Linked DNA regions of Mus musculus: regions 1, 2 and 4 are each linked to region 3. The links are chromatin contacts, called in public HiCAR-type, HiChIP or PLAC-seq and promoter capture Hi-C maps. All regions are on one chromosome and are shown on one strand. Each heading gives the region's core, a stretch centred on a gene start, on an enhancer-like site or on the middle of the called end of the contact. The rest is flanking DNA. Distances are from core to core; before and after follow the strand shown.

Evidence for each region. Promoter capture Hi-C pulls out the DNA fragments that hold promoters and counts their contacts. HiCAR-type assays count read pairs that join an accessible place to other places. HiChIP or PLAC-seq counts read pairs in DNA pulled down with a chosen protein or histone mark.
Region 1: a contact with region 3 is called in a HiCAR-type map of astrocytes, with 3 times the contacts expected there. The contact joins the promoter of Amigo1 here to the promoter of Ahcyl1 in region 3. A contact is called at or near these places in 13 of 39 promoter capture datasets (the C10 cell line, the HPC-7 cell line, cranial neural crest and 10 more), 1 of 484 Hi-C or Micro-C datasets (CD4 T cells), 5 of 115 datasets of contacts at active chromatin or transcription factors (astrocytes, differentiating embryonic stem cells, microglia and 2 more) and 2 of 9 other capture datasets (adipose tissue and liver).
Region 2: a contact with region 3 is called in a promoter capture Hi-C map of liver, with 2.5 times the contacts expected there. The contact joins the enhancer-like site here to the promoter of Ahcyl1 in region 3. A contact is called at or near these places in 12 of 39 promoter capture datasets (the 3T3-L1 cell line, the C10 cell line, the HPC-7 cell line and 8 more), 1 of 484 Hi-C or Micro-C datasets (embryonic stem cells) and 9 of 115 datasets of contacts at active chromatin or transcription factors (bone marrow-derived macrophages, embryonic basal ganglia, embryonic forebrain and 6 more).
Region 4: a contact with region 3 is called in an HNF4G HiChIP or PLAC-seq map of pancreatic cancer cells. The contact joins the promoter of Gstm3 here to the promoter of Ahcyl1 in region 3. A contact is called at or near these places in 5 of 39 promoter capture datasets (cranial neural crest, hippocampal neurons, liver and 1 more), 3 of 115 datasets of contacts at active chromatin or transcription factors (the SCID.adh cell line, large pre-B cells and pancreatic cancer cells) and 1 of 9 other capture datasets (adipose tissue).

Annotation. Positions count from the first base shown.
Region 1 is chr3:108,182,700-108,189,416 of GRCm38.p6, reverse strand. Amigo1 (adhesion molecule with Ig like domain 1) reads right to left here and starts at 3,128. Exons shown (of 2, transcript NM_146137.3): 1 at 2,739-3,128; 2 at 1-2,326. The coding sequence starts at 2,230. The coding sequence ends at 752.
Region 2 is chr3:108,110,344-108,116,199 of GRCm38.p6, reverse strand. Gnai3 (guanine nucleotide binding protein (G protein), alpha inhibiting 3) reads left to right here. Exons shown (of 9, transcript NM_010306.3): 5 at 309-437; 6 at 3,598-3,727; 7 at 4,112-4,265. Among named protein-coding and RNA genes, the nearest start is that of Gnat2, 20 kb to the right of the region's middle. Within about 2 kb of position 2,434, at least 40 of the 459 cell types and tissues checked have an H3K27ac peak or open chromatin away from gene starts, as enhancers often do. A contact at or near this core is called in liver, where this site is marked.
Region 3 is chr3:107,693,427-107,700,154 of GRCm38.p6, reverse strand. Ahcyl1 (S-adenosylhomocysteine hydrolase-like 1) reads left to right here and starts at 3,595. Exons shown (of 17, transcript NM_145542.4): 1 at 3,595-3,997. The coding sequence starts at 3,878. It overlaps Gm40121 (a long non-coding RNA gene), which reads right to left and starts at 3,930. Exons shown (of 3, transcript XR_003954675.1): 1 at 3,426-3,930.
Region 4 is chr3:107,964,809-107,970,734 of GRCm38.p6, reverse strand. It overlaps Gstm3 (glutathione S-transferase, mu 3), which reads left to right and starts at 1,561. Exons shown (of 8, transcript NM_010359.2): 1 at 1,561-1,630; 2 at 1,897-1,972; 3 at 2,535-2,599; 4 at 2,888-2,969; 5 at 3,060-3,160; 6 at 4,361-4,456; 7 at 4,538-4,648. The coding sequence starts at 1,595.

The sequences.
Region 1 (6,717 bases), core at 1,879-4,378, 490 kb before region 3:
GGAATTTATGCCCTATCTACAAGTTGTATGCTATGACAGGGACCTATTAATTCATTCTGTACCCATCTGTGCCACCTGCCCCAGGACAAGGCACAGACACAGTGTCCTACATTGCTGCCATAACTAACAGTCGAGAGGCCAGGCTCCTGCAGAGATCCACCCACTCAGGACTCCCAGGGAAAGAAGACGGCTCTAGTGAGAAGTCTCCCAGCAGCTTTAGGGAGTGTTATTGATCCAGGTCTCAGCCTTTTCCTGACTCATTTCCCAAAGGTTTCCAGTTCTCTAGCTATCAATGTGACTTCCCGACCAGAGAAGACACTGCAGCTTCCCAGCATGGCTCCTGTGGAGGCTCCCCCAAACACACACAACCTCACAGGTGTGGGTGGGCAGAGACAGAAAAAAAAAACATTGTTTTTCAAATGGTTTTCTCTTAAGGAGCTAGGGATGACCTCAAAAAAGTTTAGGGAATTTGCTCCTCCCCTCCGCCCTTTCCTCGTTCCTGTCCCCCTCCCCCACACTGAGAATAGCCAAGGCTTTGGGTAGGGGTGTGGCATCTGCCTGAGGATATCCATAGGTGAAACTCGCAGCATCCACACCCTCACTGGGGTCTTGCCTCCTCCGGCGCCTGTGACCGATTCCCTGGTGGTCAGGAGGAACCCACTCCCTTGGGCATCCAGCCCTCTCTTCCACCCTGTCATATCCCTCAGGGGTACCTCTCCTGGGGCAGAACCTCCCCATCAGCCTACGCTGCTCACACCACAATGGGTGTATCAGAAAAGACCGAGCTGACCGACTCTGGATCGGACATCCTCCGTTGGCCCTTGCCTGTAGCTTCGGGCACCGGCAGAGTGTTGCCTGGCTTGAGTTTGCCATTTTGACCCTGCCCGGGTCCAGCAGGTTCCAGGAAGGCCACCCGCCGGTCAAAACCATCATCTTTGTCCCCACCAGCCATAGGGTCGTGGTTGGGTGTGGTACTGAGCATAGAAGAGCTGAGGCTATCTCCTTGGTGGCTGGAAGGTTTCTCCACACCCCGACACCAGCAGCGGCAAGGGGTGAGGTACAAGTATATGAGGACCAGAACCACACTGAGGATACAGCCCACCAGGGTAGTGTAGGCTGTGTTGAGGGTGTCATGGTGTCCGTGCAAGGTGAAGTTATACACTTTCAACTCCACAGACAGTGTCTCGTTGAAAGTCTCCCCCATGGCGTAACAGGTATACACACCCCCATCCTCGACCTGCACCTTTTTAAAAAAAAGGTCGCCATTCCTCACGCTCACCGAGCCATTGGACCCCTGACTTAGCACCTGTTCATTGCTTGGGGACACCCACACTTTGGTCATGCCTTGCTGTTTGGTGTCACACCTGATGGTCAAGGTGTCTCCCAGGTGAGCCTCCCAGGCACTTTCCTTGTACTCGCTGCAATTGAAGAAATCCAGGCTGAAGATGTTGTGCAGCTTCTTGGAGTGCATGCAGTACAGGTCCTCCTGGAAGTCCATCACAGAGCTCAGCTGCCGGTACTGCCAGTGCGAAAAGAGCTGGTAGAGCTTGCAGTCGCACTCCAAGGGGTTGTTATGCAGGTATAGCCCATTCTTGACCCAGGCTGGCAATTTCTGCAGGTCAGTCAGGGGCAACTTCTTCAGCTTGTTGGAGGACAGATCCAAGAGCATCAGTTTGGGTAATTTGTTCCCATCCTTGATCAGTTCCACAGGAAAGCGAGAGATCTGATTCTGGCTTAAGTAGAGTTTCTGCAGCTGGGCCATGTCCTCAAAGGCATTCCGGTCCACCACCACAATGTGGTTATTGTAGAGCAACAGCACTTCCAGCGCCTGCAGGTCGCTGAACAGGAACTCATCCAGCGTGTGAAGATGGTTGGAGGAGAGGTCCAAGTACCTAAGGTTGGGTACGGGGACGAAGGCCTCGGAGGAGATGAAGTTCAGGTGGTTGTGGCTCAGCAGCAGGGAGTGCAGGTTGGTCAGCCGGGTGGGGGTCCACTCGGCCCGCAGCCTGCTCAAGTTGTTGTGGCTGAGGTCCAGCAGTGCTGTGTAGCTGGGCAAAGATTGGGGCACATTGGGCAGCTGCTGCTTGGAGCAGCTGAGGATGTTGCTGGCGCACAGGCAGTTGGCGGGACAACTAACCACAGATCGGCCGGCCCTGGCTACCTCAAAGAGAAGCAGGAACACGGAGAGCAGCAGGAGCCAGAGGCCTCGCAGGTCACGCTGGGGTTGCATAGTGTCACTGGGAAGAGCGAGGAAGGCCACAGGATCTGGGAGGGAGTCACCCCGGCATGTTCTGGTGGAGTATGGAAGGGTCACTTTCACTACAGGCTTGGGAGAAAGAGGATGGGTTTGTAGTCACCAAAGACTCAAGAGGGAAAGACCACCACTCCCACTTTCCTCTCCCACCCTTTGGTGAGCAGAGAGGGTAAGCTATCCCGGGTAGTTCCCAGGCACAGTGAGGCAGGCTGTGGGCTCAAAATACTAGGACATCAGAGGCATAGGCGCAAAGGCCCAGTGGGCTGGGGTCGCCGGTCTAGAGTGAGAGTGTACACAGCGTGTCCCCTGTGGTGGCAGTGGTGGGGTGTCACCAGGGATTGCAAGCTCTGGGTTTGGAGGCGGGGTCATCAGGGCCTTTCCCGAGGAACCCAGGGAAGGTCAACAGGGTACTAGGCTGAGAAGGGCCGAAGGTTCCCGGGGCCTGTGGCGCGGGTTCCCTCCCTAGACCCTCGGGTCACTGCACCTGCTCGGCGAGGATGCGTCTCAGCCCATGGCCAGTCCAGGAGCTCCGTCGCGGCCTCCCCCGTCCGCGCCTCCCCGGCCGGCCTGTCACAGCGCCCAGCGTACGTAGGGGCCCGCGCCCGGCGACATCGCCTGCGAGGAACTTGCTGGGTTCCGCGCTGTCCACCCGCGCCGCCGCCGCGCCCGGACCGCCGCGCCCGTCCACCCGAGCCCACCTGGCACGACTGCCGCCTCCGGAGCCACGGGCCAGGCGAGAAGCAGTGCGGCGAGCGGGAGACGCCGCGATCCCAGCCGAGGGAGCAGCGTGGGGGCAGCGAGCACCGCGCGCGCGCCCGCCCGCCCGCCGCCGCCCGCCGCCGCCGCCGCCGGAGCCTCCGGGCGCGTGCGCGCGGCGGGGGCGGGGCGCACGTGCGTGTGTTTGTCTCCGGCTCCCGGCGGACGCGCGGGCTGCCGGCTGCAGTCGGGGGTCATTTCCTCTGCCATCCCGGGCTGGGCCCAGAGCTAGCGAGCGTGGCCCCTCAAAGCGCCTCTCTTCCCTAGCCTCCCTTTCTCCATTCTCTTCATGCCCCAGTAACGTTCCTCCTACCCAAACCCCCTGTCGGGAAAAGTAAGTCTAAGAGTAGTGAGTTCGCTGGAACCAGTGAACTGACTCTGGGACAAGAAGCGGCACGCGTCTTTTAATTTTCCAAATTAAAGAAATCTGGCTCGCCTCCCGCTGTCAGTGTTGGCGGGAAATTCATTAGTCACGTTTTTTTTTTTTTTTTTTTTCGTTCCTTCTGCTTTCTCTGCGCAGCTGTGAAGTCACTAAAATTTGGGAGAAGAGCTTTATTTTGCTTTTTTGTTTTTGTTTTTGTTCTTCCCTCTCTACTTTTGATGTCACTAGTCTATACTTCTTGGAGTACCATAGAAGAACACAGCTGCTTAGCCTGCAAGCTTGCTAGTCACGACTGGGCTTGGGAGGCGTGTCCTTCCACAGACAACCCACCTTGCCTCCCCACTTCCCGTCCTATCCAGCTCTCCCATTTATCTTCTTCCCGAAGCAGTACCTGCACTTCCTGGTTGTCAGATCTTGATACTTTCTCTATTAATTCTCAAAGGTGAAGACCAGTGGTGGGCGTTGAGGTGTTTTCTGTAAGATGGTTTCTGTAAGATGGCCTCCCTAAGCACAAAGAAGCTGTTAATCAAAGTATGAAAATTGATGATTGGGGGCAAGGCCCAGGAATGACCAAGACCATGTCATCCAAGAATTCATTCTTGAGATACTGGGCACAGAGGGAGAAATTAGCAAGTTTTTCTTTCCAGTCTTTTACAGTAGCAAGACCACACCTGAAATTAACCTCTCAACAAATTAGCTTGCTAAGAGTTTAAAAAAGAAAAAAGCTAGATCTCTCCCATGTTTTACTGTGAATTTAAGTGACTGTATTATCTCTTCTAGGGGTATTAGCACATTAAACTTATGCATGATCTGGAAAGATTTTTTTTTTTCCTCTTTCCTGTTTAATCCAGGCATGGTGAAAAGTCGAGAAGGGTGAGTAGTCCTTTTTGGAGGAGAAGGAAAGAGGAATCAGGAAATCAATGGCTGTGAAACACAATTTCTGTTGGCTAGAGATGCTAGGGTATTTCTCAGTTACAGGCACATGCCACGTGGAAGCTCGGTCATCAGAAAACTTGACTGGGACGGGAGGGTCAGCTTTCACAGAGGGTCACATGAGTCCCTCAGATGGTTGGCTGTTGTTGTCAAGAAACCTCAATGACTCTCCAGGTCAGGTCTCAAGACTGCTTAAGTGCCCTGATGGAACAGCTTCTGGCAGGTGAGAGATCCAAGAGCCTGCAAGACAGAAGTCACAATGACCCAGCTCTTTCAAGTCTTGCTGCCATCTCCACTTTGTTCACAGAGACAGATCCTGATGGAAAGAGACCACACAAGGGCATGAATTCCAGTAGAAGAGGATTGCTGGGGGACCTCTTGAAGCTGTTATCATACACATGGTCTCTGAAGTTGCATCTTCCTTTCTTTCTTTCTTTCTTTCTTTCTTTCTTTCTTTCTTTCTTTCTTTCCTTTGGGTTTTTCTCGAGACAGGGTTTCTCTATGTAGGCTGTCCTGGAACTCACTCTGTAGACCAGGCTGGCCTCGAACTCAGAAATCCATCTGCCTCTGCCTCCCAAGTGCTGGGATTAAAGATGTGCACCACCACTGCCCAACGCATCTATTTTTTAATTTTGAAAATTTTTCAATCATACTGAAAGTATGCAATGAACGCCTATAAATCCACTATCCTTATTCAATAGCTGACAAGGAAATACTATCATTGTATTTTATGCAAATATCCCTGGAAAAAATGCATGTTCCCCCTACTCTGCTTTGCCCTCCCCTACATTTCCTTTAGACTCCAGCATTCTAGGCTCTCATCTAACTGTCTATCCTTCTATCTGTCTATCCGTCTATCCCATTCCTCTTTCTACTATGTTTGAAGGTAGGGAAAACAAGGTAACAAAAAGGAAAAGGGCCCTTTGAGCTGGACATCAGTTTTAAGGGTTGGTACCTAAGCCAGGTGGTTGTGGTACACCCTTTTAATCATAATACTTGGCAGAGGCAGAGGCAGAGGCAGAGGCAGAGGCAGAGGCAGAGGCAGAGGCAGAGGCAGAGGCAGAGGCAGAGGCAGAGGCAGAGGCAGAGGCAGAGGCAGAGGCAGAGGCAGAGGCAGAGGCAGAGGCAGAGAGGCAGAGGCTGAGAGGCAGAGGCAGAGAGGCAAAGGCAGGTGATCTCTGAGTTCTAGGCCAGCCTGGTCTACAGAGAGAGTTCCAAGACAGCCAGGACTACACAAAGAAACTCTGTCTTGAAAAACAAACAAACAAACAAACAACAAAAGAGTTGGTATCTGTAATTTGGATAGCTCTTCAGTCTCTTAATCTCAAGTACACTTAAATTTTAAAAAATATGCATACAAACCACTGAGGACTCTTGTTAATAGTGAGATTCTGAATCACTAGTCCAGAGAGGGGCCCAGTAGCCTGTGGTTCTAACATGCGAGATGTTAGTGCTTTGGATCCACAGACCATGTGTTGAGTCACAAGAGGCTAGGCGTAGCCATTACTCAGCACATTTGGCTATTGGAATTAATTACAAATAAATAGCATTAGAAACCACATCTTCGGTTTTCCTAGCCACGCTGAAAATAGCAGTGACATGTGGCCAGCTACCCAGTAGAACAAGGCATTGTCCCAGGAAGTCCTTTGGGTGGCACTGTATAGAGAATTGACTCATAATAACTCTCCCACAGCTTCTTTTGAAGCCAAACAACTATCTATTAATTCACAACAAAAGACAACCTGTGCAGGATAAATAGCAACAGGTTATTTATAGTCTGCATTTATTTCCTCTTGCTGGAATAGATCAACTCAGTGTTGCTAACTACAATTTCAAAGGTTATTTGTCTAGCTCAGGGCTTGAACAAAAGAGACCGCTTGCATCTACTAGCTTATGAGCCTGGATGAATTGAATCCCTCCACACTAGGAGTATTTTTTCTTCTGTTGGACTGACTGATATTGACCATTGGAATCAAAGTAGAGAATGGTGGGGGAAGACACCCTTTAAGGATGCTAAGTTTCGGGTCTGGAGAACACAAAAATTTGGGGCTGAGGATATACTTAGTTGGTAGAGTGCTTGCCTAGCATTCAAGACACCTCAGTTTGATAAGGACCAGCATGGGTTATATAAAGTCCCACCTTAAAAATTAAAATAAAAAATAAGTAATAAGCAAGAATCCAAAATCTAGTTTGTGTGTGTGTGTGTAGGGGGGTGTACCATGTGTGTAGGTGCCCTTGAGGGTGTTGGATCCTGTGGAGCTGGAGTTTGTGAATGTCTGATGTGGGTGCTGGGAACTTAGCTCCTCTCTGCAAGAGCAGTAGGTGCTCTTAACTGCTGAGAGTCTCCCCAGCCCCAGTGGGTGCTTTTTTTTTTTTTTTTTAGATATATTTA
Region 2 (5,856 bases), core at 1,185-3,684, 420 kb before region 3:
TTGCTTTTACGGTATATTTAAAACCATTCTTGTTACTGTGTGTAGAACCTATTAATTTCCCCTATACTTGATTCACTTTTTTCACTCATTCTATGATACTGAAGATTTAATATTTTTCTGCCCTTCAGTGAGTTTCAGGGTACCTTTGTTTGTTGTTTGTTGGCACTTGGGATTGAACCTAGGCCTCACATGTGCCAGTACTTAGCCAGTCACAGAATTGACTTTTGCCAAGCTGCTAGTTTGGTCTGTTGATTTGTCATGTCCATGGTTGACTTTACCAAGTAAAAACCAATATGCATTTTATTTAGCTACCTAAATGATTTGGATAGAATATCCCAGACCAACTACATTCCAACTCAGCAAGATGTTCTTCGGACAAGAGTGAAGACTACAGGCATTGTGGAGACCCACTTCACCTTCAAGGAACTCTACTTCAAGTACGTCATAGCCTGTTCTTGCCTGGGTCTGGCACAAAGAACCAAAAGTTTTTTTGCTTTTGTTTTTGAGTCAAGATCTCATGATGTAAACCTGGATGACCTAGTTCTTGCTGTGTAGACCAGGGTGGCCTCAAGTTTGCATCTTCCACCTCTGCCTGCTGAGTGCTAGGGTTGCAGGTGTATACCACATGCCTGGCTTACTGACTCCCCTTAGTTAGCCTCTCTGTCTGGGGGTAAGATCTTTGTAAGCAGTGTTCCTTGGTTTAGAAACTTAATATTTAAGAGCCATTAGCTCAATGTTTTATCTGATTACACCCCACACATTTATTTATTTTTCTCCTCCAGATAGCATCAGTATTTAGAGAAAATTAAATGTAAAATTAAATAATAGTTTACCTACCATTAGAATTCATTATACAATTATCATTTTGTGTTTGTTTACATTTTCAGCACGCTTTTGTTAGTTGCCAAATAGGTATTGACTATTGCTAGAAGGATCAGAGCGTACTAAATAGGTAGAAAATAACGTATAGATGGCTTCATCCTGACGTGCTGACGTGCTGACAGTAAAACAGGACTATTTCTTAGCAGCACCACTCCTCTCAGACGGCTCCCCTTCCCGTTAAGGTTAATGGGCCAGAGCTAAGCTTGGGGGCCTTGGGTTTGTACATGCACAGCATCATGCTCAATTAAGTTTGTAGTGCAGGGCAAAATAGGCCTGGGATTGAGGTGTTTTAGAGAGGTGATGATGACGTAGACAGTAAAGGACATTCTAGTGTTTGCAGAGAATTTTCTCATAGCACCAGCAATTCCAAGAAAAAGCCTCTGCACTTCTTTTTGTTAATAGTCTTTTAAAAATTACTAAAACTGTTTTTGGTTCCTTTTTTCTGTGTTTGTAACCTTTGAGGTTAGCAGTAACCTTTTCTCCTTTAGTGTGTGTTCAGTGTTTAAGAAGTACCTGGTGCCGGGCATGCCTTTAATCCCAGCACTTGGGAGGCAGAGGCAGGCAGATTTCTGAGTTCGAGGCCAGCCTGGTCTACAGAGTGAGTTCCAGGACAGCCAGGGCTACACAGAGAAACCCTGTTTCGAAAAAACAAAACAAACAAACCAACAAAAAGAAGTGGATTTGAAACCTGATGAATGGTTTCGGGTAAATGGGCTGCTTATCTTAAATACTGATGAAGTTACTTAACAAAGTCCGCAGAAGCTATACGAATTACCCTGTGAAGCCATAGGAAGGAAGTGTCTCTGTATACTGTAAAATTAGTAATTCAGCCGGGCGTGGTGGCGCACGCCTTTAATCCCAGCACTCGGGAGGCAGAGGCAGGAGGATTTCTGAGTTCGAGGCCAGCCTGGTCTACAAAGTGAGTTCCAGGACAGCCAGGACTACACAGAGAAACCCTGTCTCAAAAACACCAAAAAAAAAAAAAAAAAAAAAAAATTAGTAATTCAGTTCTAATTAAATACCAAAACCATTTTTCATTGATGTCATAGGTTGATCTTTAGCTAGGTAACTATCTTTCCATGCCAGGATCAGTAGCCAAGATTAAAGTGCCACAAGTACTTTGTTTTGGCATGTAGATGTCTTAGTATGAAGTACTGTCACCTCTTCATTCTCTTCCTTCTCTAGGCAAAACCACTATCCATTTATTCAAACATTTACTGAAGTATTGCAAGGCATTGTGTAATTGCTTTGAGTTATGAGGAAATGTTTATACAATATTGATGTTAGTGAATAATACTGTGTTACTAGGTACTAAAAGCCAGCTTTGGGACTTCATAGCATCTCTTTGTCTTATGGACGTTATAGAAAATGGGGATGTAAACTGGAATTATTAGTGTACTAATGTGCCTGTCTTTGTAAGATTTTTATGGTGAAATGTTAGCCGTTCTATAGCCTACAACATGACCCTGGATTAAGGCCAATCTGTTTAGCTGTCATGCAAGACCAAAGGTTGCAAAGAACAGCAAGATCCCCGAAAGGAAGGGTTGGGTCAGGAAGAAAGAGGATGCATGCTCACGTCATTCGGGAGGTCACGTGGACTTTCCTTCTCTTGGTCTACAGGGAAATCACGTGGACTTTCCTTCTCCTCATCTGTAGGGGTGAAAAAAATCTCAGCAAATTTAGACCCCAGGCTACTGAAGATTTCACTCACTAGAGCAATGTAGCAAAAAGCTTTATCATTGCTATCAGATATAGATCTTGAGAGAGTGTGAGCATTTGAGTACTGACCCCATCTAGACTCAGGTATTGACTAAAAGACAAAGTAGGACAGCTGTTCCTGTCAATGTAGGAAGTAAGGATGGACACTGTTGGTACAAACTTAGCAATTAGGAGACTAAAACAAATCCAGATTAGAACATAGGGTGTGAGCAGCTTCCCTCCCCGCACCCCCACCCCCACCCCCACCCCCACCCCCGTGCTGCTGCTGCTGCTGCTGCTGCTGCTGCTGATGATGATGATGATGATGATTAGGCCCAGGCAAGCTTTGGTGGTGTTGGGGAATACTTGGTTACTTAGTTACTTTTAAGACAGTTGCTGTGTAGTGCAGGCTGGTCTTGAACTTGCTGTTCTTCGAGCTCAGCCTCCTAAATGCTGAGATTATAGTCATTCTTCCTAAACCTAGCACAAGATCTCAAATTCTTAAAGCCTGATATCAAATTTAATTTTTTCCCATAATTCTCTTCATATGTTTTTCATTAACACAGGCAAATAAACTTTGAGCTCAGATGCAAGGTGGGTATTCAGAACAAACCAGTTTAAAAGTCAGAGTGGGACTATGGAAAGTATATAGAGACAGGACTTAGAGTGCCAGATGGTCTAGGGTAATGCCTGGCACCATGGTAAACACGGAACAAATAGCAGTTGTCATGGCTACCGTTATCTTAAGCCTTACTGTTGAGCTCTTCTTCCTTTAGTCCTTTTTAGTTCTTAACTCTGCTGACTTTGGCACCTGTGTTGAAAGGGGGAGGTTCAGCTGTGGCCTATACTTTTAACCACTGACAATGGTTTAGACACATTGATTTGCTTCTTGTCTTTGTTACAAATGGGGTTTGAGTGTGTGATAATGGAGAGGTTCTAACCACGACAGTCTCGAGAGAAATAACTATAAGTGTGACATTACTAAATCTGTGCTTTTTTTTTTTTCCCCTTACTCAGAATGTTTGATGTAGGTGGCCAAAGATCCGAACGAAAAAAGTGGATTCACTGTTTTGAGGGAGTGACAGCAATTATCTTTTGTGTGGCTCTCAGTGATTACGACCTTGTTCTGGCTGAGGATGAGGAAATGGTATGTTGACGATTGGGGTAGAAAGTCCATCTGATACAGCTAGGAAGTGAGCGTGACTCAAGGAAGACGGGTGCCACTGCTGGCTCACGGAACCAAAACTTAATGCCCTGTATTTTCTTGTCAGTGGGGCTAGAGTTCCCAAATCCTTGTTCCATTGCACATTTGCTCTTGGTAGCCACATTGTGTGCACAGGATTGCATCTTGTCATCTTCTTAACCCCTTACCCCAAGAATTATGCAAATCAGGACTGACTAGGCTTCAAGTCACATTAGGACCTACTCTATTTCCATGAATTCAGTTTGTTGTTTTAAAACTTCTTGGTATGTGAACTAATCTGCTTTTTATTCTTGCTGCTAATCTGTCATAACCATGTTTGTTTTTCAGAACCGAATGCATGAAAGCATGAAATTGTTTGACAGCATTTGTAACAACAAATGGTTTACAGACACTTCAATCATTCTCTTTCTTAATAAGAAAGACCTTTTTGAGGAAAAAATAAAGAGGAGTCCATTAACAATCTGTTATCCAGAATACACAGGTAAAGGGCGTGAGGTGCTGTTGGAGGTGTGCATCGTAGGTCAGTGCTTCCCAGCTGCCATCAGCTGCCCCAGGACTCATGCAGGACTCATGCACTCACTCACAGTGGGCGCAGCAGTAAGCATCTGAAGAAACGCCATTAAGTTTCGAGTGTGACTTCAGAGATCAGTGTCCTCACTTTGGAGGAAAATGAAATACAAACATGAAATTTTGGCATATGTCCAAAGAGATATAAAAACAAACTTTTTAATGAAAGTCATTAGGCAGAATAGAGGCATTTAGAGAAGACAGTTGCATGTAAGAAATGGAGAAGGGGCATGTGGCAGCTGTGGAATTTAACGTACTAGCAGGGAGAGGCTGGCCCTGTGTCGAGCTAGTGACAAGTGGCCTTGGGCACATGGTGTATGAACAGCAGTCTAGCAGCAGTGTAGTGAGGACGGCAGTAAGGACTGCCTTCGGATGCAGATACAACCTTTCAGTGAGAGCCAGGATGGCATCTTAAAAGCCAAGGACAAGGATATGGGTGGGGCTAGGAGTGAAAGTCAGACTGTGAAGTCAGTGCCAGTGCGAGGGAGGCACCTCTAAAGGAGGTCACTTCATCTCTGTCTCTTTCCTTGGCTCCATGTCTATTCTTCTCTGTCCCCACTAATGTCCTTTACTATTCAGTTTATAAGATGAAGGATGGCATTGCCACCATTTCTGTGTCTCTTCCATTAAAACAATGAGGTCATACTGGGTTTGCTTGACTTCCAATTCAAGTTTCTCTGGGAAAGATTCTGGTTATAGCTAAAGAAGGTAAAACGCTGTGGGCCAGTCGGCTATTTGAAATTAGGGATCACAGACAACAATGGCAGAACTGTGCCATTATGAAAGCTGTGACCAGATGGCCAGAGTGAGAAGGGGACTCTCTGAGCTGTTTCCGTGGATGGGGGCTCTCACTATCTGAGACTCTGCTTTCTTTTGAGAATACAGTGAAAGGTTCAGCAAACATTAGAAAGTCAAAGGTGTCTTCACTCAAGTCTCTCAGTTGGATACTTTGCTATGATCTGAATTTATATTTTGGAATGTTGTTTTAGAAGTATCTGTAGAATAACCAGATAGAAGTGTCTGTTTGGTAGTGATCCTTATACTAGGGACTTAGGGAAAGGTTAGCTTAGATGTATAAACCTGAGAACAGCAGTAATTAACTTATTGGAGATAAATGAAGTTACCAGAGAGATGACTATAAAATGAGGCGAGAAACGATAAAATGAGACAAATACTAGCTACCAACAGGAGAGAAATAAAGGTTTATAAAGGATACAAAAGAAAAGAACCAGAATCTCTTAGAAAGTAAGGGGAGTGGACAGTGAGGTGGCCCATCGGATAAGGTGCGTGCCTCCAAACCTGATGACCTGAGTTCAGCTCCTGGACTTGGATTACAGGAGGGAACTGACTCCCATAAGATGCCAGCCTTGTGGAGAGTGAAGACTACACAGAGAAACCCTGTCTTGAAAAACCAAGATGGGAGGGGGGTTGCGAGCTCTAGGCACCTAACAAAGTAGTCTTCCTTTAGTTCTGTATTTCATGTGTTCTTTCTTTCTCCCAGGCTT
Region 3 (6,728 bases), core at 2,346-4,845:
AATTTTTAGAGGAAAGGATTTCAGCTTACATGTCCTGATCGCAGCCCATTATAAAGCAGCTCAAGGCAGAAGATCATGTAAACCATTATAAAGCAACCCAGGGGCAGGAACTTAAGCACAGGCTATGGAGTGCTGCTTCCTGGTTTGTTCCCCATTACTTGCTCACCATCAGTCAAGAAAATGCTCCCACAGACATATGACAGACAGTCTGATAGAGGCATTTGCTTAGTTGAGATTCCACGCCCAGATAGCTCCAGCTTGTATCAACTTGACATAAATCTAACCAGGAAAGTTTTGGTGGTGTTGTCTTTGTTGAGACAAGGTCTCACTACATATCCCAGGCTAGCCTCAGACTCACACTGTAGCTCAGACTGGTCTTGAAGTCTTGGCAATCCTCCTGTCTCAGTCTCCTGACTATTTGGATGACAAGTGTGTGCTCCCATATGTGACTCCATAATACTCCCATGGACCACTGGTGTATAGTACCTAGCATTGGCCAGATCATCACGCACTGTATATGACTTTGTTTTATAAATAAAGAATACGATTAATTTTGGGGTAGACTAAGTATATTTGACTAATCATAACAATCCCATGTGAGACACTGCAACACTATTACACTTTTAGTCATGTGATCTTCTCATTCACCTTTGTCCTTCCACCACTCCTTTCTCGGGCAGGATTCTCTTTGATCTCCAGACCTTTGGAAAACTTTCTACCACCACATACAACAAGTAGCATTACCCTTAGATCCCTCCTCTTCACAAACACTGGCCCAGGGATGGGTCTCTAGTCTGGATGCCTTTGTGGTGTCCTGAGGAATTAGCTTGCTTGCTGGTAGAGGTAGTGTCAGGTGAGGGAACAGGCAAAAACAAGCCATTTCTTGGCATCCAGAAGTGGCAGTTTCCAGTTGAACCACGTGAGGCTGTCTTGGGATTGGGCATGAGGTAGGCAGCATACAGTGTTTCTCATGGATGGTATGCTGTCACACTCCCTGGCTGGGTAAGCACTTTGATTTCCAGCCTCTACCTGGGGAGCATGGTGGCCACCAGGGCCTTCTACAGTGGCTGTTTTTCAACAATGCTATGACCTTGGACTGGTTCCTATTGCCTCTCTAGTATCACAGGGGTGCCTTTTCCACCTTTAGATTAAGCATCCTTGTCCATCTCCTGCAAGAGCAAACCACCAGCCTCCTGTCCAATAAGGCACACTGGTAAGTGGAGTCACTTGCTGGTCTCCATCTCGACCTAAGCCACTCAATAAAGTTGTATTCCCTCTAGGTCTGGTCCTGTGGACAATCCTCTGTCTCCTGACTCTGAAGGAGTATGAGAGATGTACTCTTCAATCTCCAGGAAGCTCACAGCGAAGCTAAAATGCCCAGAGAAAGTACAAAGCACCTGAAGAAAAACTGCTTTAAAAAAGTCAAATCCAAAATATAGATACACTAGAGCTTGTTAAAAATAATTTGTCTCAAGACACATATATTTTTTTTTAATTCAGGAGACTTAGAGTTTCTTAGCTGATTTCTAAAGACTCAGGTGAATTGAATCTATGGGGCTCCAATAACAGTGTGGACAAAATAAAAAAGATGAAAGCTCCCGAGTGGGCCAGTTGTGGTTGCAGGCCCCAGCTCTAAGGAGAGAGTGGCCGCCTGGCCCTGTGTGGATGTGCTTACTACTCTGGTTTCATCTCTCTGCCCTCTGTGGCCATAGAATTCCCAAGGAGAGAAGTCTGACTGCTCTGAACAGTGAGCACATGAGAGAACACTAACATTTTAAGACATAGCAATCCTTCTAGGTACTTCAACAGCCCTCTTCAAACATCCACAGGCTTCTTATAGGAAGAATTCAGTGGGTCCAGAAATAACTATTTCACACCTTCCCCAACCTTGAGCACAAATCAGTATTGGGGTAGGGCTGGTGTCTTTTAAGACCACCTTTTTTCTTGATAAAGTTGAGTCTTTAAAACCTGGTAAGGTCAGGAATGGTGGCACAGGATAAGAGATCAAAGCCAGCCTGGGTTACATAGTGAGACCCTCTCACAAACAACCCAGAACCCAGTGAGGTGCTGGATATAAAAGAATGAGCTTAGAGAGGATTTAGTGGAAAGGCTCTCAGGAGGACTTATTCTCAGCATAGTGGGGAAGAATCTGGCTTCTCAGAGTCCACCCAAGAGAGAAGAGTGAAGCAAAGGAATGAAAAAGGAGCCACAGGAAACAGCTAGATGCGGAGTATACTAGAGAGCTTTGAGGGAGATTGTGGTCATTGAGAAATCCCAATGGTGAGATAGATGGCTGAAATCTCTTTTTGGAACATTTCAGAAATGTAATTGTAGACTGTTTGCTATGTGATGTAACCTCTCCCCTTTGACCAACAAACCTTCATTAAAAGTTCTGCTACATGTTATAGCCTCATTTTTTGTGGTTTAGGAGTAAGAGTTGGAAAGAGAAAGGGGCTGATGTGACTACAAGAGCTAAAGAAACAGTTGTAAGACTGGAATAGTGAGTAATGTTTCAGATGAGGCAGCAAACTAGAGCCAGAGATGACCATGAAAACCTAAGTCCCCTCAGTAATTCACAGAAATCCTGGGGACAACATTGTACTTTCCACAGGACATAGGAATTGGAGCCAATGTCATTTGAATGACTCTCAAAGGATAAGATACCGCAGTTGACCCCAGCTTACGAATAGGCTTTCCCTTCCCAAATGGATGGGTTCTTGGAAAACATAAATATGCCACATGCACCTCTACCATCCCAGGGCCTTTATACGGGGGCTGTACACAGTAGAATCCAGAAACTGTGCGAGTCCAAACTGAACGTTCTGCACTACACTCACTGAGAGTGGAGCTGGCAGGGAGAGCCTACTGCCTAGAGAGCATGGAGCAGGAGAACCCATTTGGCTGGGACTTTTTCTCAATCTGCCCTGTTCTCTGCCCTCTGACCAACCCATCAACCTTATCTTAATGACCTCTTCACATCAGCACTGCAGCCTGAAGGTCTTGTAAACAGACAAGGCCCAGGAGGAGATGGTGATGGAGGTCATAAAGGGTTGTGTAGAAACCAGACTGCTCTCAGCTTGTTCTGCACCCCTGTGAAGTAAAAAAGCAAACACTGTCCCCTGGAAATGGACTTCTGGCCCAAAGGGCCCAGGGTGTGGGCCGGGAGTAGGCTGTCTCTAACACTGAATTTTCCCAAAAAGGGCCGGGTAAAATGTGTCCGGTGGGACTCTGGTTTATGCTCCCAAGCATCGCTCTTGATATGCCATCTTCCCGATCCCCGATGCTCTGCCACCTCCCCATGCTGAGGTTTCCTGGGGAGTTGGTAGTCCAAAGACCCTTAGTCTTGTGGCATCTTTATAGGAGTCACACTCGGCTCAATAGGGCTGATGGCACCACCTGGCGGCAGACAAGGTTCAACTACTCACCCTGGGACGTTCATCACCGAGGCGCAGGAAAGGAGGGGCGATTCCTGCGGCCCGGCCCAGCATGTTGACGTCACCAGAGCGCGCCATTTGTCCCCGCCTCTTTCCGCCCCCCTCTCCTTGGGGCTGCCAGTACTTGACGTGGCGTCTCCGCCCTCTACCCTTACTTTGCGTGCGTGCTTGCGTGTGGCGGAGGTGGCTGCGCGGGCAGGTCGGAGCTGCGTGCTGTTGCTTCTGGTTCTGTGGCCGCCGTCGCTGTCCGGCAGGCTCCGGTCTCGGAGCCGACGAGGCGCGCGCGCGCGGGTCCCAGCCCTTCGGAAGCCCAAGCAGCTCGGCGCGGGGCCTGGCGGGAAGGCGGGCGAGCGCGTGGCCGAGGGCGCCGCGCGGACGGGCGGGCGCCCGTGAGGGAAAGAGGCGGGGGCGGCGGGTTAGCCGCGGGCCGGGCCGGCCGGGGGATGTCGATGCCTGACGCGATGCCGCTGCCCGGTGTCGGGGAGGAGCTGAAACAGGCCAAGGAGATCGAGGACGCCGAGAAGTACTCCTTCATGGCCACGGTCACCAAGGCTCCCAAGAAGGTGCGGGGCTCTGGGTGGCGGCGAGGGCCCTCGAGGAAGGGGCGCGAGCAAGCCCCGGGCCCGGACTCGGGTAGTTCGGGACTTAGGGCTAGGGTTTGGGGTGCTCAGGACCATTGACACGATGTAGTGGGTGGCCGGTGAGCGGCGATGGGCCTAGCTGGAGCCAAAGAGGCCGCTCTGACCTCGCTTTTCTTTGTCCCTCGGCCGGAGTCCTCCTGGATCTTACTGAAGCCCGACAGGGCCAGGCCTTAAATTCGCGACTGACTTTTCCTGGATGGAGGGCCTTGAAGACGAGATTGGGAGGGGGTGAGCGACTCAGCTGACCCCTGTGACCTGTCCAGGGGATGAGGTTGTGCAGGAAATTTCCCCTCAGGTGAGTGGGGGAAATCAGGCAGCTCTTTTTCAAAGCATCTTCTTGGGGGAGAATTGGCCGTTCGACCAACAACTGCGTGATCGCTTAGAGGCAAGAGGAAAGAATCGTATGAACTGGTTTATGCAGCTGACGGTTCTAAAAGCAACAAGAGATGGAAAGGCAAAATGGTAATCGCCGTGCAGTCTTCCACCTGCTAGGAAGTATGTGAGAAAGGAAAATTTAGAGGTTGGTGACAGTAGACACTGTCATGGATGCAGGTTGATCGCAGTCATGTGAATAGATCACTTAGACATCCCTCCAGAAAGGAGCTTGGGTGGGTTGGGGAGGTGGGTGGGAAGAAATGATTGCTCATTCTTTACTGCACTTACAAGTTCAGCCTATTGTGCTGGGGGTTGAGCTCAAAGGACATCCTTCTATGGCTCTTGGAAAAGGTGATCTATGGAGGGCTGAGTCTAACTAGCTCTCTCAGTGGTAGGGTCGGGGTCTCCAGTGCTTTCTGTCGAACCTTTGCTGACCCTTCCTCTAACCTGGTACCCAATTAGCAGTGGAACAAGGAGGTGACCTTTCTGAAATAGTTTCCTCTTGTATAAAGTCTCTTCACAATCAATCCTGCCTACAGTATTTGTAGGGTTCAAGGATGATATAGATTCAGCTGAGCAAGGTTTGCAGAGCAGTTAATCCCCAAGGCTCCTGTACTGGAACTAGTTAAGCTGCTCTCAGTGCCTGAGAGGGCTTTATTTATTTTCCTCCAGGAAACTAATTGACTGGTCTTGGGGAAAAAAAAAAAAGTCATTGCTGTGTGCTTTAGCTCTGTTTTCTCACAAAATTGAGAATGTCACCAATAACACCTTTGAAAGGTTTATAGAAGGTCCCTCCATCCTAAGGGATCCAGTTGACCTCATTTTTAGTGCTCTCATTCCCCAACTGCTTTGTTAGAGAAGTGACCTTTTGCAATCTGCACTATTTGAATACAAAGTTAGAGTTCTTACAAGCAAAATGCATACGTGCAGTACCTCAGATGAGTTAAGTGGAGAATTGGAAACACTGATAGACTAACCCCCTGACTCTTATCTCTTGTCATAAGCCCACCTTCTTTTGTCTAGGTACTCCAGAGAGTCTTAGTCATTTTTATTGTTCCTTATTTTTTTCTTTCAGTGTAACTATATTCTTGCAAGTCAATATTGATAAGCCAAAATCTGTATTATACATTGTAAACTCCTGGAGGCCAGGACTCTTGGTTACCATTGTATCTATGGAGCCTAGTTATGGAGCCTAGTTTTGTCCCTTGAATGTAGTACTCAATTATTAATTGGCAATCTGGCTAACCAGTAACTGAGATGCTGAATGCCAACAGCAGTAAATATCCCTTTTCCTCTGTCTGAAAGGAATATCACAAATGAGTATTATTGTGAAGCCAAGTGCTAATGACTTTAGAGACTCATATTCCATTAACTAAAATAAGCAAGTCCTGCCAGGCGTGTGGGAAGACCCTGTTGTAAATTTCCATTTGCTAATGTATGTGTCCTCATGTTATTCATCTTGTTCTTTGAGCTTTATTGTGTGGTATGTACGTTGTACTTGTATTAAGATGTATTATGATGACTAATTACCTTCCCTTAATGATGATGATAAGAAGCATTTACTTAGTTAATGGACCAGTTAAGGACTAGTCAAGGTCATGTAGTAAATTCTGGGTACTCTGGTTTTGGTTTTTTATTCCCTCTCAGGATTTCAGTTCCTCGATATTCTGACTTAGGTCACTGTTGAGCCTCTTCCATGTGGTGATAATGTGATGAAGTATAGAAAAGGTGAGGGTGCAGGTGGCATGGTACTGAATAGTGTGAGGAAAAGGTCTCTTTAAAATGATGTAGTCCGTCATCCCAAAGGATCCCAGCTCGACTGTAGACCAGGTAATCTTTGGATCATTCCCATTACTGAGCTCTCGCTGGAATTGAGGGCATTCCTGGGGCCATAGGTGACTTTAAAGCTTCTCCATCAAGTCAGCTTCTAGTATGCTTGTCTTGCCAGTTTTTAATTATTGTTTGCTTTGTTTGAGGTACAGTATATTATATGCCCATTCAAGCAAAAGCATATCTTATTCTCTAACTAAAATGATAGCCAGTTTTATATTGGATGTCTACTCCAGTACTATATATTACAGGGCTTGTTGGTTTGATTTAAGACTTGAATATTTGGCAGTCAGAAAGCCAACTATTAATTGGTATCCCCCTAAGTGAATAACTCTTGTGCCTCAGTTTCTGCATTTGCCTAATAAATGTCTGTTGTTTGGAACAGGTGATGCCAGAGATATTTGGAACTTAAGATAGTAACAGTAATTTTTTAAAGTATATTTTACTC
Region 4 (5,926 bases), core at 312-2,811, 270 kb before region 3:
GTGCATGTGTAAATAGTATGGTCTTTCTGTGGGCAAGCTTAACTCTGGGCATTGTCCTTAAGGTCTTATGTACTTTCTGAGCGTGGCCATTCAGAGAACCTGAAGTGGGCAGGTGGACATGTAAAATGCTAAGGCAGCACTTGCCACAGGTACTGTGAGCCCCAGTGACATGCTCTGTGTGTGTGCATCCTCACAGAGACTTGCAGAACATGTGGTTTCTTTAATGTCCTAGGATGAGATGGCCTCTGCTTGTCCCCTGCACCCTCACTGCACAGCTCCTATGTGGGTGACATGATATGTTGCCTTCATACCCCGTAGTCCCAGTAAAGGATGATTTAATCCCAAAATGTACGTCCTGCAGAGCAACAGCCTTGGCCTTTGACTTGTAAACTCATTTTAGTCTCCTCTTCTGTCATTTGTTTCTCATTATATCTGATAAGTTTTTATAAACAAGGTGATGTTATCCTCTTGGTTTTGAAAGAGTCTGTTGCCTCCAAGGAAGAAAGCAGACAGGTAGGACAGTGTTCTTGGTAGGACACTTACCTTGTGAAGGTTGGACTACAGGGCATATATTTCAGGGTAACTGAAAGATCATTTGAGCAACCCTGTCATATACAAACATATGTCCGGGGTTTGGGCCAGGTCTAGCATCTAGGGATGTGGACAGCTGAGGGTCTAGCTTTGGGCTCGTTGTGTCCCGTGCAAAGTGTGTACACAGGATCCCGTGTGTACAGCATCCTGTTGTCCCTTGAAAGCAAGCCTCTTAGGGCACATGCTCTCCCCCTCTATGGCACACACCAGCTGTGCATTCTTTGCTCCCTTGCACAGTGCAACCCATGGGAAGTTCTGCCAGCCAGGTACCCTGCACTGTGATGGTGTCTTAGATCTCTTGTGCCCTAGGTATCTGGTTCTTGGATTTAGCTTACAAACATGGCCAAAAATAGTGACTGGCTTATATGGTCACTAGCTTGATGAGCAAATGATGAAGTTTCCAAATTTCCTAAAGGAAGACACTGGGAGTACTTGTTTTCTGATTGTTCCTCTTCTGGAGTCCTTCCTATCTCATGGACTGTCCTATGATTCTAGGTGAATAATAAGGCTGTGGTGGGTAATAGAGCTTGGCAGCTGTCAATGCTAAATTAAACTTTTGCCCGAGGGGCACCCTACTTTATCTTCTGTTGAGATCTGGGACTCTCTCCTAGAGATTTCCACAGTATAGGGGTGAAAACCTAAGTTCTGCTAGGAATGGAAAGCTGCATTTTCAAGTTTGGGGGCACCCATTAGGGGGCGGTGACAGGAAGCACTAAAGAGGCTGAGGGGGGAGGAGGTCCTTCATGTGAACCTGCTCAGAATCCAAGGCCTGAAGGTGCATAGGATCCTACTTCTCCCTCTCCCGGGCTGTGGGTGAAGCCAAAGGGCTTCGGGTTCAAAGTCTCTGAGGACAATTGAAGGGAAAGGCAGTGCCTGAGTGGGGTTAGGGCATTGAGGGCGGGACCGTTTACAAGGCCCCACCCACCTTTCCCTTTGCACCTCCTTAAAATTCTCCAGCTCAACCTACCTGAAGCCAGTCTGAGAAGACCACAGCATCAGCGCCATGCCTATGACACTGGGCTATTGGAACACCCGCGGAGTGAGAGGGGGATCTGCCTGGAGGGTGGGACTAGGACTCAGGCGGGAAGTTCAAAGTGATCCGGGCTCTCAGATGTATACTTTTCTTAGCACCCTGGAGCTCACAAACTTGGGAGGCTGCAGGTGTGAAGGGGCGGGCACCTATGAGTGCATGTGTACACACCGCAGGGTGGCTGTGTTTGTGGAGGGTGAGAGGATTCATCTGCGAAGATGAAGTCATCCAGTAAAGGTCCTACCATTTCTAACTTGTGTGACCTTCTCTTCCAGCTGACTCACTCCATCCGCTTGCTCCTGGAATACACAGATTCAAGCTATGAGGAGAAGAGATATGTCATGGGGGATGGTAATGACACCTTCCTGGTCAGACACCTGCTTTCCTCTTACCCAGGGATGCCCGTACCCAGCCCCTAATTCCTCAGCTCTGCAGACCTCCTACAACTGGAGGAGGAAGGAGCCTGCTCCTTCCAGGAACCTCTTGAGGGTGCAGTTTGGTTTTCTATGCACTGGGAATGGCAATGTGTGGGAGCTTGCTTTTAAATCCAGCTCTAGAAAGTCAGAGAGACAGGTGGATCTCTGAGTTTGAGGGCAGTCAGGTCTATACATATAGTTTCTGGAAAGCCTTGGTTACATAATTGAGAGATCTTGCCTCAAACAACAATAATGAGACTGGAGTTCCGGGCCCACCTGTATTTATAATTGAGCTGGGTTCATTTTTGGGGTCCCATTGGGCTTAGGGTCCCCTTCTTTATCACCCCTCTTCTTTATCTTGAGAATGACTTAGTGCAAGATGTTACAGTTCTCCTTCCCCAGGGTATCTTGCTCGTGACTTCTTAGGTGGGTCAGTGAGATTGGAGTGTCAGACGCAGCCACACTGATATCCTTTCACATCCTCTTGTCCACCACAGCCCCCAACTTTGACCGAAGCCAGTGGCTGAGTGAGAAATTCAATCTTGGCCTGGATTTTCCCAATGTAAGTGCAGGGAAAGGGAGGTTTGGGGAAGACGTGGTGATCTCACCTCATCTCCTGGCCTGGCTGAGGGTTTAGGATCAGTGTTTCTGCTCTCCTGCTCCATCCCTGTTGGCTGCACAGTGTTTCTGTGATGGGCTGTGTCCCAGCTCTCTCATTCAATGCACACTGTGCCCATGGAGGGCTTCCCATGGCAGGCACACTGAGTGCCAGGCCCTGTGTCTGCTCTCACCCAGGGAAGGGATGGAGGGACCTCATATCCCATCTGACCTTCCCTGCTTGTCCATCCAGCTGCCCTACTTAATTGATGGGTCACACAAGGTCACCCAGAGCAATGCCATCCTGCGCTACCTTGGCCGGAAGCACAACCTGTGTGAGTGGGGTTGCCTGCAGGGTAGGGCATATCAGGCAATCTCCTTGGCTTGGCTGGGTTGGGATGCTGAGTGTTCTGTGTGTGCTGCAGGTGGAGAGACAGAGGAGGAGAGGATCCGTGTGGATACTTTGGAGAACCAAGTTATGGACACCCGCATACAGCTCATGATAGTCTGCTGCAGTCCCGATTTTGTGAGTGGCCAGTAGGTGGAGAAGACGGGGTTTGAAGCAGGAGTTAAAGTCTTGCATTCAGATCTGTAACATCTCCTTCAGTAAGGAGCCATGTTACTGATTCTCCAAGCTTTCGGATCTTACCAACAGAACGACCTTCGTTACCATAGTGATCTCTCACATCAACACTGAAACTATTATTACTTGTCTAAGCATCCTAGATACAGTTGAGATTCTAGAGTGAACAGTCTGACCTAGACATTTAATGCAGAGTTAAAATCCCTGATGTGTATGTCCTGTAACCACTTCCATGTGTCATCTAAGCTAGTGATCACACTAACAATTTTCTTCTTAAAACGCAGACTCAAAAGATGAAGTAGAGGCTGGGGAGATGGTTCAGAGGGTAGAAGTCTTTGATGTGCAAGCATGGGGACTTGATTGTGGATCCTCGGTATCCCACATTAAAAAAACAAACCAACCAGGGAGTACCTTGGAGCACCATGGGAAAAGAAACAGGAGGATTTCTGTGCTTGCTAGCCAATGAATCTAGCCAGTCTCTCTACTCCAGGTTCAGTGACAGACACTGTCACAAAAATGTAAGGTAGAGAGTGATTGAGAAAGACACTGGGTAGCAGGCTTTAGCTTCCACAAATGCACACACAGGTAAGCACGCCTACATACATACGTGCACAACGGACTCACACATGTACCCAGCACTTCCCAAGCATGCCCTCTTTGGCTCCAGTAGAAGACAGGACACCTTCCTAGTAGGCAGCTCAGGGTCAGCCAGAAGATCTTTGACCTTTCTTCTTTTCAATATTAGTGACTGCTCTCCAAATATTAGTTGCATGCCGTTCAAATATCTAAATTGTTCTTATCCATCCATTTTCCCTGCCCCCGCCCCAAAGCCAGTATAACTTTGTCTTCTCCTGGGGTCTTTAGGTCCTTTGTTTCTGTGGTTCCATTGGATCTCTGGGACCATAACATGCACAATGATACTTAGGAAGACCTGGGTGTGACTCATAGCAGCTAAGTACCAGTGGTGACCGATCTAAGGACAGTGTAGCACTCCTGTCTGTCTTCCAATCACCTCTGATAGATGAGGCCTGCTACTAAGAAAATGGTGATGAGACTCAGTAGCCTAGTCCTTCGAGGCCAGCAGCCTCTCTGCCAGGGAGCCTATGACTAAAGGTGGTGACAGCCAGCTGTTCTCTGCCTCAGGAGAAGCAGAAGCCAGAGTTCTTGAAGGCCATCCCTGAGAAAATGAAGCTCTACTCTGAGTTCCTGGGCAAGAGGCCATGGTTTGCAGGGGACAAGGTAAAGGGAGGGGTGGGGAGGAGGGGTTGCCATCCTTCCCTGGTGTCAGATTCCAGAGCGCTCACCCTTGGCTTCCTGCAGGTCACCTATGTGGATTTCCTTGCTTATGACATTCTTGACCAGTATCGTATGTTTGAGCCCAAGTGCCTGGACGCCTTCCCAAACCTGAGGGACTTCCTGGCCCGCTTCGAGGTGATGCTCTGATCCTGCTTCCCCTTGGGTTGTCTTCTTTCTCACTTTCTTCTGATAGGTTATCTTTCTGCCAGTGAAATGAGCCAATTCAAACCAGATTAGAGCATATAAAAGCAGGTTTATCGGGAAAACACTCTCAGGCTGGTGAGTTCCCTGATCCCAAGGAATGAGGCCAGTGATGTCACCATGGAAAGGGAGATAGAGCAGAAGGGGAAGAGAAAGAGAGAAAATGCATGGGAAGAGACTCTGAGAGAAGGTCAGCCCAACCCCTAGGCTGGGAAGTTCAGGGTAGAGGTCAGGGTATGCCAGGTAGGGACTGAAGGATGCTGGGAGAACCTGGAGGCCAGGTCTGCTTTGATATGTAAAATATGCACTTTAGCTGTTTTTCCAAGGTCTCAATCCCAACACCTTTCACAGTGCCTTTCTAGTTCTGTGACCAAAGGAAAAACAACTTAGTTTTTTTGTTTTTGTTTTTTGGATTTTTTTTTGTTTTGTTCTGTTTTTTGTTTGTTTGTTTGTTTGTTTGTTGTTGTTGTTGTTGGTTTTTTGTTTTTTTGAGATTTCTGTAAATGTATCCAGCAATATTTATCACTTCAAAATCTCAAAATGTGTGTGTGTATGTGAGGGGCATCCATAATGCCGCAGTCCTGGGACTAAGTCAGCAGAGGCCGTAGAAACCCAGTCTGTGAGATGCATGTGGTATTCCTCTTGGTTGCTGAAACCAGCCTGTACCGCAGTACACAACAATCTTGGGTCATCTACACAAATCTGGGAATCAGATTAGTGTAGGTCCAAAGGCTTTTCTACCTTCCATCTGTTGACCTTGCTTACTAATCATCAAAGATACACTATTAGTTCCCATTGGCTCTGGCTCTGGTCCAGGCTGGGTACCCTTGGGGACTGTGCAGGAGCTGGCATGGCTCCAGGGTAGGTGGCTGGAGAAAGAGAGTGGCACCTTAGCCCAGCATGTGTATGGTCGCTTTGCACCCTCTGGAATCGTCTGCGTATTCTCCACCTTGATGTATGGCTTATAACATGACATGTAGTCACACAGAGTGGTCCCTGTGTTAGGGGTGGAGAGAGGTACTGCCAGGGTGTGGTGAGATTATACTTGGGAACCGCGGGAAGAATTGTTAACTCTGCTCTCAGGAAATTGATTAGAATCCTGTTCAGCTTCTCTTTGTGGCCTGTTCTCTTGATGGCTTTCATTGAGGATTTGCTGAGTCACTGGGCTCTGCCTGTCTTCCTGGTTTCTTTTTCTCCCTTCTCTGTTGGTAA